Regions from separate parts of the Gossypium hirsutum genome. Here region 1 is linked to region 2. A link is a contact called in public Hi-C data. All regions are on one chromosome and are shown on one strand. Each heading gives the region's core, a stretch centred on a gene start, on an enhancer-like site or on the middle of the called end of the contact. The rest is flanking DNA. Distances are from core to core; before and after follow the strand shown.

Region 1 (7,412 bases), core at 4,873-7,372, 150 kb before region 2:
TCCTGTTTAAAAAAGGATAACCGCAATTGATGATTGTAGATTTTATTTTTCTTTACCTTTATCGTTTCCTTGTAAAAATGCCAGGATTACAGAGGCAAAGTAGATTAGTTCTTAAGAATTATAGTACAACTTTTAACTGTTGCTATGTGATGATTTAATATTATGTTAAATGCACAGATTACTCAAGTACTGGTTGAAAGGTGAGAAAGCAGGGAGTACTGAGGTATTTGCCATCTTACCAGGATTTCCGGACAATGTCCGAACAAATAAAGAAGGTGAATTTTGGGTAGCAATTCACTGTCGCAGGTTCACGTATGCTCATATAATGGGATTATATCCAAAACTCAGGAAATTCATTCTCAAGCTCCCTATATCTGCAAAAATTCAATACCTGCTTCAGATTGGCGGTAAGCTGCACGGAATTGTTGTGAAATACAGTCCAGATGGAAAGCTGTTGCAGGTGTTGGAGGATAGTGAAGGGAAGGTTGTGAAAGCGGTTAGTGAAGTCGAAGAGAGGGATGGCAAGCTCTGGCTAGGGAGTGTTCTTATGCCCTTTGTGGCAGTTTACAACTTGGCTTGAGTTGGGAGGCAGAAGGAAAAATAAAGACTTAGCAATGGTGCTTTATGAATGTGGCAAATCTTCTCTTAGCCATCGTTTTCACTTTGAAGAAAAACACAAGAATGTTTTCTAAGTCTATACTTGTTATTGGCAGTGGGGCTGTATTACTTGGATTGCAAGTATTTGGATAAAATTCTGCTGAAAAGAAAGTATTTGGGTTTTTTCATTTAAATACTTCAGTCCATATGATTTTTAGTTTTTACAAGTAGAACATATTCTTAAATTTATCTTGGAAACCAAGTATCAAATCACCCATATAGTACAAGTAAGACACATAGCCAAAGATTTTAAGAAAAAACTACTTGAAATCACCAATATGGATATTTATAACTTCCAGTTGTAACTACCATTCCTAATCTTAGTGTTAGTTATAACTACCAGTTGTCCACATGTATTATTTGATTTTCATGTTTTAATTGTTTATCTGTGAGGATTTTTAGGAGCACATTACTGAAGATAATTCCTGCAAGAATCGAGCCTAGGAAGAATATATCAAAACTTTTTACATGTTCAAAGTTTCCATAGATAAGATATTTGATCTTCATGGAGTTTGATGACAAGAAACTTTTTTTTGATATGCTCTATTGAATATTTATTTGATGGATATTTTTGCTGAATTAGAAATTCATATTGATTGTAATTTAACATGACACATTGTACTTATTTATTGATGGCTTTTGTTGTTGGAATGGTGAACTCTTTCTCATTTCAATAACTTTTGATACATTAATGAAAAGAAGTGTCGGAAAATTTATTTATAAAAAATAATTTTATTTAACAACGGAAATTTAAATTTTTTTCATAAAACCAAACTTTTATTGGAATATTTATATTATCAAATTTAATATTTGTGTTTCCAAGCTAGGGAGATTCATCATATCTTGGATCTATGGTCTAAATTCTTTTGGCTTTTAATAGGATAATCTTTTTTATTATTCTCGAACCCTCTGATGTTAAAAGTGAACTTTTTCAAGAATTGTACATAAAATGAAAACCGAAACCTTCCAATGGGAAAAATCAACTTTCTCTAAAGAAAATCCAAAACAAAAAATTCAAACCGACAAATTTAAATTATAATTGTCAAGGAATATATAATTAACTCACAAATTTTTCTCACAAGTACTTACGAATAATAATAGAATTTATTTGAATTTAAGGAATTAACTCAAAAAGTTTTCTACTAAAATTGTGTACAATATCTTCGTATATTTTCTTATCATTTTTGGCAGCCTCTTAATTAATTTATATAGAGAAAAAATAATAATATGAGTTTTACTAGACTAGAAAGAGAGAGAAAAATAATATATTAATAGAACACCAGGGTTCTACTAAAATTTGTGTGGTGGGTAACACACTAGGATTTTGTGACACTTTTTATTCTGTAGTTTTATTGGGTCTCATGTATTAAGTATAATTATATGTGTAGTTTAGTTTTAAATTAAATTAAAACAAGCTTGTATAATTGTCTAACTCAATAATTAATTTTCTATTTTTAAAATATTTTTTAATTAATTAATTAAATTAGATTATTTTCTCAATCCAATTCTAATATTGTCAAAATCGAGATGACTTTATATATTTATAAAAATATGTTTACATTATTTTTAATTTAATATTTTTTTAATTATATATATTTTTATGGATAATAAATTACATAATATATAAACATATGTAACATAGTATAAAACATTACAAACTTAAAAAAAAAACAAAGGATTGGGTTGGGTTGGGTTGGGCTTGGTCTTGGGCCTTGAACATTTAAACCCAAGCCTAACCCATTTTTTAACAAGCCTGTTTTTTTTGTTTAAGCCCATTTTTAGTATTATATTTTTGTTTAAACTTTCCTAAATTTAAGTAACCCAGTTCATGAATATATCTAGTTGTAGTGTTCTGTGTGTCTTGTGCAACTTTTGGTTGACTTCATTTTGTAGTGATTTCGCTTTTATAATAATTGTTTTGATCGCCTAGTTAAAAGAAAAAAAAACTATATTATATACTAATATCTCATATCATATCATGTACAATATATTAATAGTTTATATATATATAAGCATTAATATTAAATATTACAATATTATGTAATACTATATGTTTTATTATAATCTATAATATAACAATAGTTATATTTATACATGTGCATTAATAATTTTTGTCATAGTTATCTACTATATTATTATATTATGTAATAGTATATCATTTATTATAGTTAGCGATTAAAATTGATTTAATCGACTAAATCAAGTCAATTCAAGCAGATAAGTTAACAAAAGTGATTTTGATTTTGAACCAATTAATAGTTTTAAAATATATTATCATATTATGCAATACTATATCACATATTGTAATAGTATTATATAATATATTAATTATTATATATTTAATAGAATTCTTTTATTTAAAATAATTAAAACACTTATTGTGTGTAAAATTTATTATTATATGATATGTATATGAATTGATGAAAATGTATTTTGTTATTTATTATATTATATTGACAATTGAATAACTTTTATATTTCTTACTAAATTTATAAACCTAATACTAAAATCTTTATTCCAAAAAAAAAAATATTATATTAAGCCCAAACCTAAATAATATAGAAATTATTATTCTAATCCAAAATAAACTAATTATATACCAATATTCAAGTTCAAAATAAAAAGAAATTAAACCCAATACCTATATACAATTTGTAAAATATAAAACCCAATCCAGAATTCAACTTATTAAAAATAATACTTTTTAAGATTTTAAAATTTTGATAAATTATAAACATGTATTGTAATATACTAAATTACACATATATATTATTTTTGCTATGAATACAAATTTAATATAAATATGTAAGGCTTATTAATACATTTTTATAAAATAAATAATTACAATTACAATTTTTTTTTATTTTAAGTAATATCATATATTTATATTAATTATTAATGTCTATTATAGTTATTCAATTTTAAAATTTGAGTTTTTCAAACTTTGGGTTAGATTTATCTTGGGCTCGGACCAAATCAATCTTAGACTTGAATTTTTATAGAATCAAGTTTTCTTATGCTCAAATTTTATCGAGTTCAAATATGTTACCAGCTTGAGTTTTCTCGGACTCGAATCAACACAGGCGGACTTTCGAACTTGAACTTGTTTTGCTAGCTCTAATCTAGTGGCATATGTGATTATGACATGTGGAAACTTAAATATAATATCTTTGATGGTTCTTTCTTCAATCATTTTGTTCCGTCGGACTGCATATTGAATTTTGGCTATGGGTATACAATACATTCATGTTTTTTGGTAAGTGTTTGCATTGTTGGTCACTCAAGTATTATCATGTTCTTATTTTGATTATAGAACTTTAAATTTTTTTTTACCAATGTTATTGACATTGAATATTTGTATCACTTGTCCATTAAATTATTTAATGGAATGATGAAGTGATCTATTTTCTATAATCATGATCAAATTAACAATGTGTAAATATCGAAGGTTAAATTTATCATTATAATAATCAAAAAGTTCATGTAACCCTTCAGTTAATCATTTAATGGAAGAGTGACCAAAATATTTAATATCGATAATGTTGGTTACAAAATAAATTTTTTTTTTAAATTTCATGACTAAAATAGAAACACATTAATACTTGAGTCACCAACAATATAATTTACCCTATTAATAAATATGAAGTAATCAATGGTCGCCTTACACCACCGCATATTGCCCTTAATTTTGCTCGATGTTGCATGAGGAATTTTAGCTCCATAACTTTCTTAATCGACCACTCTGCCCAGACAATCGAGAGAGGAGCAGTGGCGCGCCCCTAATATATGGACAATTAAAGCGACCGTGGATGCGGTTTGGGATGAGAACACTTGGGTTGCAAACCTTGGTTATGTGGCGTGAGATGAAGATGGGTTGGTCCTAGGTGGTTTGGAACAGCACTTGTCTGAGAGTTGGGATGCTAAATGGGTGTAGGCCTATGCTATCCAAATGAAACTTGATTTTGCTCGAGAGATTGGCTTCATGGATATTATTATTGAGGCAGAATTTTTTTTTTTGGTCTCTAAATTCTCAATTGTTACTCTAGATTTAGCACATTTGGGTATTTTGTTAATAAGGCTCGTTTATGTCATCTTACTTTAGCTCTTTATATTTTTGTTATGTTCCTAGATGGGCTAATAAAGTGACTGATAGCATTAGCCGCATGGACTTAAATAGTGGACATGAAACCCAGTTTGATATGTGCTACATGATCATGTAATTGCTAACTCTTTTTGAATTTATGAAATTGTGGAACGAGTTTTCCTTTTAAGAAACCTCATTTGCCCCTACTGTGTTGCTGCTGTATATGGTCGGTGCTTGCACTGCTGACCCACCTTCTCCCTCCTCTCTTGATCATTGAATACTTGATTTCTTCTTTTCCTATCTGTTTTCTTCTCTTCTCCTTTCCTTTGCTCTTTTCAGTTTCTTCTTTTTCTTTTGCCGGACTCTTGTTGTTTATTGTCGCCGGTGGTTGTTAGGAAGAAAGTCTTTCGGTTCCTTTGAGTCGAGGTGTAAGCTTTTTGGAATCCCTTTGAGATCGTTGCCGGTGGCTTGAATTGATGTTGGATTATTTGGCCCTCTCTGTTGTTTCAGGTTAGCAGAGGCATCTTCATAATAACAGTGGCGAAGGCGTAGACGAAGACGAAGACCATTTCGCATCAGGGTGGGATAGTAATCCATCAATGTTAGGAGCGAGAATTCAAGCAAAGGGTGGTTTTATTCCCTTGGAGGGGTTCTTGAGGTCTTTGGCTTACAGGACCACTTTGTGTTATAAATAAAATTTGTTGTTGAAAATGAAAGCAAAAACAAAATAAATAGTTGAGAATAGTGAGAATAAAGAGACAAAGTTAAAGATAATAATATGTAGCATATAAAATAAAATAATGAAACAGGTTTTGGATGGTGAGTTATGATTTGATCTCATTATGAAGTAAAAACATAAAACACCTAATCGAAGTTTCTAAAGAACAGTGAGAAAAAATAATCAAATTTTCCAATTGGAAAAAGGTAGCCCACAGTGGATTTAATTCCTTTCACACATCACGTCATGGGTCTCTTTTTCCGAAGGATCTCTCCAAAACCCGGTCCCAAAGAACCGGTCCGACTTCTTGTCCTCCGAATCCACGGTTACCCTGGACCCATCATCCGCATTACCCACCATTTGGTGTAGCTCCGTGTCCTGGTCCTCACTAGACGACGTAGGATGAAAGCCATGGCTCTTGCTCTTTCCTTTCTTCCTTCTGCAAGCCTTCTTGCAAAGTCCAGTAGGAACCTTGTAAAGTCCTAAAACAAGCAGCTCCATAATGGTAAGTGGAAAGCAGCAACACACCGCCGTGCACTCCGCTGCAGAACCACCGACCATTCCCCCATAATTCCTCCCTTTTCTCTCTGTCTTCAGGTCATCAGGTGAACACGGACGTTTGTGTCTCACTGGCGGTGAACGAGACAAAACTTGAAGAGTCATTTTTAACCGATAATGTGTTTCTTCTCTCTCTAAATCCCCTTCCCCTCTCCCGAAAATAGAAGCTAGAGGAAACGAAAACGGTGATTTTGAAAAGAAGAAAACATGGGAGAAGGTGATTCTCGATTCATTTTGGAACAAGTTTTTTCCTTTTCCTTATTCTATTTCATTTAAATCAAAAACCTCACAAAAGTGAAAGGGGAATTGGGATTAAAATTAGAAAAGGAATTTCCCGAGAATATCGACGGAACATTCAATGTCTTTTACTTTTCTTATTTTAGTTTGTTTGACAAAAGTCAAACACAAACTATTTTGATTTTTAATTATCAAACGGAAGAAGTTGGTAACCAATATTATATTTACTATAATTCTGAATCAAAACTCACAACTTAAATCTAATATACTAACTTTTTAGTTTTCGTAACATATGAGGTTCAATTTTTTGACAAACTAAAATAGATACACTAACTTCTTATTTTTTTTTATAAAGTATAATTGGATTTATATATTTATCAAAATTATTTTTTTGGTAAAAATATTTTACATTAGCATTTAATGTTTTCCCATGTTACGATATCAATGGCATGCGATTCATTGTTAATTTATAACATTTGGTATACAGTAGAAGATATTGATCAAAATAGTAGAAAAGTTACATTATCACGTTTACTTCGCTAAGTACTTTTTTTAGGAATGTAATGATAATTTGCAAATTTACTTTTATTAAATAATAATATTCAAGTATTTAATTTTTATAATAAATTTTATTCTTAACAAATATTTGGATTAAATATTTAATAATAAATTTTAATTGAAAATTTTATTCTTTTTAATTTACAATTTTAATTGAAAGCAAAATTGTTTCAAATTTTTCTAAATATAATAATGTATATATGACCTGTCGTTAAATGTAGTAGTTAATTCGGATCAATTTTGCACTTAAGGAGTTTGTTTTCTATGCAATTTAGTATTTAATCACTACAAGAAAATAGATTTTTAGCGGCGCTTTTTTTAGCCTTTAGTGGCGCTTTTTAAAACGCCGCAAAAAACGCCGCTATAGGTAATGCCACAAAACTTTGTGGTGTTTATTGAAAAAAAAAACGCCGCTAAAAAGTCACAACTTTTAGCGGCGTTTGTGGGAAAAACGCCGCTAAAAGTCACGGCTTTTAGAGGCGTTTGTGGGAAAAGCACCGCTAAAAGTCACGGCTTGTAGCGGCACTTTTTCCACAAACGACGCTAATTTTGACAGATTTGCAATATTTTTTTCACCAATATCCTGCCCTTCCTGCATTA
Region 2 (7,156 bases), core at 2,212-4,711:
GCAGCCCAAAAATTTCATTTGTTTCACATTTCAACCACTCAATTTGCGTATTTCATAATTTAATCCCTATTATGCAATTTCATCAAAAATCACTTTACAAAACATGAAAATCTATCATCCAAAATTAATATTTCATCTTCAAACACCAAAGACCACATAAGATCGTCGATGGAAAATCTTAAAATCTTTAACAGTTTCAAAATTAAAGGTACGGGCTAACTAAATTACAAAGCAACGATCTCAAAAACGTAAAAATCATTAAAAAACAGAGCTCAAAACACTTATCAATTAACCTTGCAAGTGCTGAACCCTAAAACACAATTAAAGACTTTATTCTTCACCAACATTCAGCCAAAAGATAGAAAAGATGGACAAAATTCACTTTGTTTTTATTAATATAACCTTCATTAACTATTTTACTATTTTAACCTTAAAATTAATACAAAATTTCATTTATGCCAAATCATTAACATCCACTAACCAAATAATAGAATATTTACCACTTAAGGACCTTAAATTTAAGGTTCTATAGCTATTAGACACCTTTAGCTAATAGAATAGTACTTTTATATTTTACACGATTTAGTCCTTTTTCTCAAATTGAGCAATTAAACGATAAAATTAGCTCACGAAATTTTCACACATATCAAATAACATTCTGTAAATACAAAAAATAATATTAAAATAATTTTTTAGTATTGGATTTGTGGTTCTGAAACCACTGTTCCGTTTTAGCTAAAACCGACCTGTTACAGTAACACATTCAAGGTAATATATGTGGACTTATTTGCCCACCATATGGATCATTTTAAGTACTCGATGGTTTGAAAGATATATCAACAATATGATCACATGTGTATTTATTGTTAACTTGCAACTTGACTTTTGCGAGATTGCTTGTACAAGTAATTAAATTAGGGGCATAATTTCCAAATTATGTAATTGAGAAAATTTGTCTTGATAATGTTGGTGAATTTATGTCTTAGGTTTTCAATTATTATTGTATGTCCATAAAAATAACATTTGAAAGTCTTTTTTCTCATGTTCATAAATAGAATAATCTACCAGAATCATTAATAATCACTTCCAAATAATTGCTAGACCATTACTTATAAGAACAAAGCTTATTGTTTCAACACGAAGTTATGTTGTTTTACATGCTACAACACTTGTATCATCAATCTAATAGGTTATCATAAATATTCTACATTACAATTGGCTTTTGGTCAAAGTAAAATATTTTCCAATTTATTGTTGATGAAACAATGTTCCTAACATTAGGGGGGAGAAAATAAGCAATTGATAAAAGAAATTACATGGAATGAATCATTATTATCTTATCAAGATATTTGAACGATTCAATGTAAACTAGAAATTTAAAAGATAATCCATTTACGAAGTATAACAATCAATGGCCAAAGGTATTTACTAACTAGAAAAGAGTTATTAATTTTTATGTACCATCTAAAAATGTTTCAATTTGAATTTATGTCCTTATAGGACAATTTACTAACGCCAATGAAAATCCTCTTCCAAAGCCTAATAGATTAATTGGTTTTAAAGATAAAAATCGTTGTAAAAAAAAAGCAAATGCTATAAATGACTATATTGTAGAGGTGAGCATTGAAAAAGAGGGTAACGACATAACTGCTTAGAAAACCTAGAAATAGGTTAAGGTACATGATCAAAGTAATAATGATGAAGAGATTTTGATAAATTATGTTACTATAGGAAAAGATGGAACTAAGAAAATTTATTTGTTGACAACATTTTTCTTGTATTGCTGTTAAAATAATACTAGAAAATGAGGATATTGAATTTACATATATTGAGGAATGTAGAAAAGGAGAAAATTGGCCAAATTTGAAAGATGTAATTCAAGTAAATTGAATTCACTTACTAAATGTGAGGTTTTCGGACTTGTAGTCTAAACAATAAAGGTGTCAAACCTGTAAGATATAAATGAGAATTTGTACAAAAATAAAATTAAAGAAATGAAACCATAAGATATAAAGCATGACCTGTAACATAAGAGTTTTTGCAAAGACTTAAGATTGATTATGAAGTGACATATTTTTTTTTGGTTATTGCGATCATGTTTAAATATATTATTAGTTTGGTATTTATGAAAAACTTGATAGACATCTAATGGATGTCGTTACAGCCAATTTGTATGGCTCACTTGATAATGAAATTTATATAAAAATTCCTAAATGATTTAAAATCGTAGAAGGATACTAAATTCTCAGAAAAAAATTGTACGACTCACTTGATGCAACATTTTTCTGTAAGCTTGTTGGCAAGATTTAGCTCTTCTCTAACATACAGACATTAGAATGGAATTTAACATATTTACATATCTCATATGTTTAATTGGTATATGATTATTTTATTCAAATGATTCAAAATCTCAATTAATTGACTATGCATATGCTAGATATTTATTATATTAGCATAGAAGTTGATTTCAAATGAGATATTTATTTACATGTGGGGGAAAAACCCCATCATGACGTTTAACAAAATGTACATTAGTTACACTTCTTTAAATAATGCAAGAATAATTGCAATGCAAAAAGCAAGGCAAGAGCATGCTTGGCTAAGACTATCAACATAACATGTTCAAAAGATAAGTAAATTACATGGAAAAAGATGTTAAGTATCTTATACGAAAATAATACAATATATATAACTCAATTAGAGGAAAAAAAACTTCAAAGAAGATACAACAAATCATATTTTATTGAAATTATTATTCAATAAGAAACGTGATATTGAAAGATTGAGATAAAAAATTAGAATACATTAATTCAAATATGTAACGTGATGTGGTTGTTAAGGGAGCTCAAAACATAAACTACGTCTTTTCTTTTAATTAAAGTTTTGTTAGAACAAAGATTTAGGGTTTTTTAATTTATTAAAAATCTGTTATAATAAGATTTGAATGGGGATATTTTTAGAGAAAGTATTTATTATAAAAATTAAATTATGCTAATAAATCTTTTTATGTTCAATTATGACTTCATCTAATCTACATAATTTGGATGTTAAAAGAGTTATTAAGACATGTAGGTTGTCTTTATATGGAAATAGAAGAGGAGAAATGAGTGGATGTATTTCAAAAGAAAATAAAAAGAATATTTTTAGTTTGGTAAAATTAATTAAAAAGTGAAGTGTTATTTAATGCGTATAGTTGTTAATGCTTCAAAAGTCATGGCATTAGAGAATGTAATCTATTAATACAGAAGAACCCTAAAACAATAAATACCTTATTTTGAGTCTGGAATTCCTACTTCCACGTGTCGCCTAATCTAGCCTTGCGCGTGGAAATCCAGGCGTATTATTGCGCGTGGTTTGTGAATTCCTCCATAATAGGTGGCAAAATGCACACCTCCTTGCAAATAGGAATCGGTAATCACCGTTATATGTTAACCCCTTTCCGGTTACCCTTCCCCGTTCTCCGCCTTCATTATCCCCTCTAAGACGGCGCCCACTCTACTCCTTGTATAAGTCCCTTTACCGGCTGCTCCGGTAAAAGATAGAAACAATTAATAAATAAAAATCAACTTTATTTTTACGAAAAAGAACAGAGTGAGTTACGCTTACATAACATACACATTCTAGAGAGAGAAAATGAGATCATTAATTTTCATCTCTTTGTTGTTAAAAAGGCTTTGAGTTTGTCACCCTTCTTTTTTTTTCTTTTCTCCATTCAATTTTCCCTCTATTTCCTGGAATTATAACTAATTTTTCCTGGAATGTGTTTGTGGAATTTTCTAACGAGGTGGTTAATTCACGATCTGAGCTAGGGTTTTCGAAAAATGTTGATCGGAAAATCGAATTAGCTCTGATTTTAGGTTGAAGATCTTGATTTGCCTCGATTGAGGGTTTTATAATTTTGAATTTTGCTTGTTTAGCACTTTCTTCATCTTAACCTTAACCTTCTAGTACTAATCAATCACCTCTCTGGGAAAGACCTTTCCATCTCAGGAGGGAGCCGGCGGTGTTTTTGCCCGCGTTGGTGGCTTGTTTTGCGAGTGAAGCCATTGGAAAAGTAGTTAGGGCTTTCTCTTTGTCGACTTACAATCGCAGGTCTTTCGCTTTCGTTGGCATTCTTCTATTAAGTCGCAGTAAAATTTCAAGCTCAAGCTTACACCGTCAATGAAAGTGCAATAGCGTTAAGGAAAGATAGTGTGCCTAGTTTATTTACGATTTGTTGAACTTAGGGCTTAATTTGGGAACGTTAAAGAAATGGATGTGGATTCGTCGATGGTGCCTGAGACTGACCACGATCAGAATCAAAACGGAGCTTCTCAATCTTCAGCGCCGATGGAGAGGGAGCAACAGCAACAAAACCAGCAACTAGAGAACCAGGCTTCGCCACCGGGACCTGTTGGATCTGCGCCCACTTCGGCGCAACAACAGTCTGCTGCTGCCCCACCTGCTACTCAGGGACAGCCGCAAACGCCGGTGGTTGGGCCAAGATGGGCGCCCACTTATTCGGTGGTTAATGCGATTATTCAGAAGAAAGAAGACGGGCCAGGTCCTAGGTGTGGGCATACTCTAACGGCTGTGGTAGCTGTGGGGGAAGAAGGGACGCCTGGGTATATTGGGCCCAGGTTGATTTTATTTGGTGGCGCCACGGCACTCGAAGGGAATTCTGCTGCTTCTGGGACTCCATCGTCGGCTGGAAGCGCTGGCATCAGTAAGTTATTTTTATTTTCTTCCATTTTGATGTGATGTCTAAGAAACCCTTAAAATTTACTGTGGTTTAAGTGATTTAAGATGCAAAGAAATTTGGCCATAGCCTATAGGTGTCCACATATTTGTGAGAACCTTAGAGGATTTAAGATGCGTATTCTTTAGAGTTTAGACCCAGAAATTATTGCTTCAGCAATTCATATTTGGTGAGAAACCCTAACTTAATACTAGGCCAAATTACTCAGCTGATGTTTGTATTAAGGTAAATAACTGTTTTCTCCTTTTATTGGTTTGGGGAGGAAGGAACTACTCTAAAGAGTCAAGTTCTTTTCTTTTTGTTGTTTGGAAAGAAAGAAAGAAAACTCTAAAGGGGTGCCACTTCAAGAAGGCTGATTTTTTTTTACAGAATAGATGTAGTGTGATAATCTTTTAGGTTCTTCGCTAATACCAAGTTAAATGAATTTTAAAACCGTCTATAGCTTGGAATTATGGAGGTGGCATCTGAACCTTGCATTCTTTGGGTTTTGCACAATTCAAAATGCCCATGATTTTGTCTTATGGAGTGATGGAAGGCTAGAAGTATATTCCTTTCCTCTTGGTCCTTGTGTGAAACTGATGTTTCAATATTTTCAGTTTTGTATTCTGGAGTTTGCACTCTCCCTGCCCTCCTGTTTTTTCCTTCCATGCCAGCTCCCAAAACACTTTAAAGATGTTTTCTGGTGATATTTTGGACGCTGATTTTTTTGGACTTCTTACCTTTTTTCAAAGTTAAACTAGCAATACGACTATTTTCAGCTTACAGTTTTAAATATCCTGGTTTACCTTAAGTTGCAAATAGAAACTTCTTTATTCAGAAAACGCCATGCCTAAATTTTCCTGCTGTTACGATTAATGTTCCAATTTATCCTTTTGAAATAGTCATGCTTCTTCTTCTTCTTTATTTATTTATTTATTTTTTATAATTCATGCTCCTCTAACTAAGAAAAATAATATCTTCATTCTTTTGAAATAATCATCATATAGTGCATACACTTAGGATGATTGAAGTTTAAATATCGGGCTTCATTTTAAGTTTTGAATGGTAAAATAATCAAGGATTTTTGATCAATTTTCAAGTAATAATGAATAAGTAGGACCTTTATTTGGCTTAATCCCCAACAAATCTGCAACATATGGAATGTCAAGGATGGTTGTTGTTGCCCCTATCCCTCTTTTAAGAAATAATTCTTTAGAATTTTTCTCTTTTGTGTTGGATGATGTTCATGGTCTAAACTTCTTTTTGTTTCTATTAAATTTCAGGACTAGCAGGTGCCACTGCTGATGTGCACTGTTATGATGTGTTAAGTAATAAATGGTCTAGGTAAGCCTAGGACTAAGGGTTCATTACTGCTGTTCTGCATTCCTGATATCCACTTGACTCGTTATGTAATCTCACAGGATCACGCCCTTTGGAGAGCCACCTACACCAAGGGCAGCTCATGTGGCAACTGCCGTGGGAACTATGGTCGTTATTCAGGTTAGAGCACACTGTATTTTATCATAAATCCTTTGTTTTTTTTTTTTTCTGTTTACAATGTTTTTATTTATTTAAGTTTCTTCCCTCTACTGTTAGTAATTCCTCATGTGAAGTTTTTATTTTGACTTAGGGTGGAATTGGTCCAGCTGGTTTGTCTGCTGAGGATCTTCACGTTCTTGATCTCACACAGCAGCGACCACGGTGGCATAGGTTTGGTCTTGAAGGATGCATGTGTTTGCACCTTATTTATACTGTTATGGTTGGCTATTGATATGACTTTTCATTGTACTTCAGGGTTGTTGTGCAAGGCCCTGGGCCAGGGCCACGTTATGGACATGTGATGGCTTTGGTGGGACAAAGGTATCTCATGGCTATTGGTGGAAATGATGGTAAATAATCTGTTATTCTGTTTTTCTTGCTTGCATTTTCTTAAAATTATCATGGAAATTTCTTTTAATTTTTATTTAAAATGTATCTAGATTTTCAAGTGAATTCTTTTCTGAACGATGTGCATCATTTCCAGGAAAACGACCTTTGGCTGATGTATGGGCCCTGGATACTGCTGCCAAGCCTTATGAATGGCGTAAATTGGAACCTGAAGGGGAAGGCCCACCTCCATGCATGTAATCTCTCTCTCTCTCTCTCACATACACACACAGAACTGACTTGTGGTAGTGTGCCAAAACTAACCTTAGATTACATGGTCTGTTCTATTTTTATAGTTTTGGGTCTCTTAGAAGCTGTATGCATGACATGAACCTAAATGATACTGTATTGCTATGCTTATCTTTCAAAATGGATGCAGTTGGACATGGTGACTATTGATGTATCTATATTTATTTCCTCTTCTGGTATTTTATAACTTTATTGATAATGTTGTATATTAAAGCTCATAGTCTTGCTTATACTCTCCGAAACAATGATTTCAAGCTAGCATCT

The links. Hi-C and Micro-C count contacts between places; a contact is called where the count stands out from the background.
Region 1: a Hi-C map of leaf shows a contact between it and region 2, with 2.3 times the contacts expected there. The contact joins the promoter of LOC107890066 here to the promoter of LOC107889225 in region 2. A contact is called at or near these places in 2 of 34 Hi-C or Micro-C datasets (both in leaf).

Annotation. Positions count from the first base shown.
Region 1 is chrA09:66,903,117-66,910,528 of Gossypium_hirsutum_v2.1, reverse strand. LOC107890066 reads right to left here and starts at 6,122. Exons shown (of 1, transcript XM_016814580.1): 1 at 5,682-6,122. The coding sequence starts at 6,122. The coding sequence ends at 5,682. It overlaps LOC107889232 (protein STRICTOSIDINE SYNTHASE-LIKE 3), which reads left to right. Exons shown (of 4, transcript XM_016813587.2): 4 at 178-791. The coding sequence ends at 580.
Region 2 is chrA09:66,752,715-66,759,870 of Gossypium_hirsutum_v2.1, reverse strand. It overlaps LOC107889225 (serine/threonine-protein phosphatase BSL3), which reads left to right and starts at 3,461. Exons shown (of 21, transcript XM_016813580.2): 1 at 3,461-4,705; 2 at 6,001-6,061; 3 at 6,139-6,217; 4 at 6,348-6,427; 5 at 6,512-6,606; 6 at 6,741-6,840. The coding sequence starts at 4,252.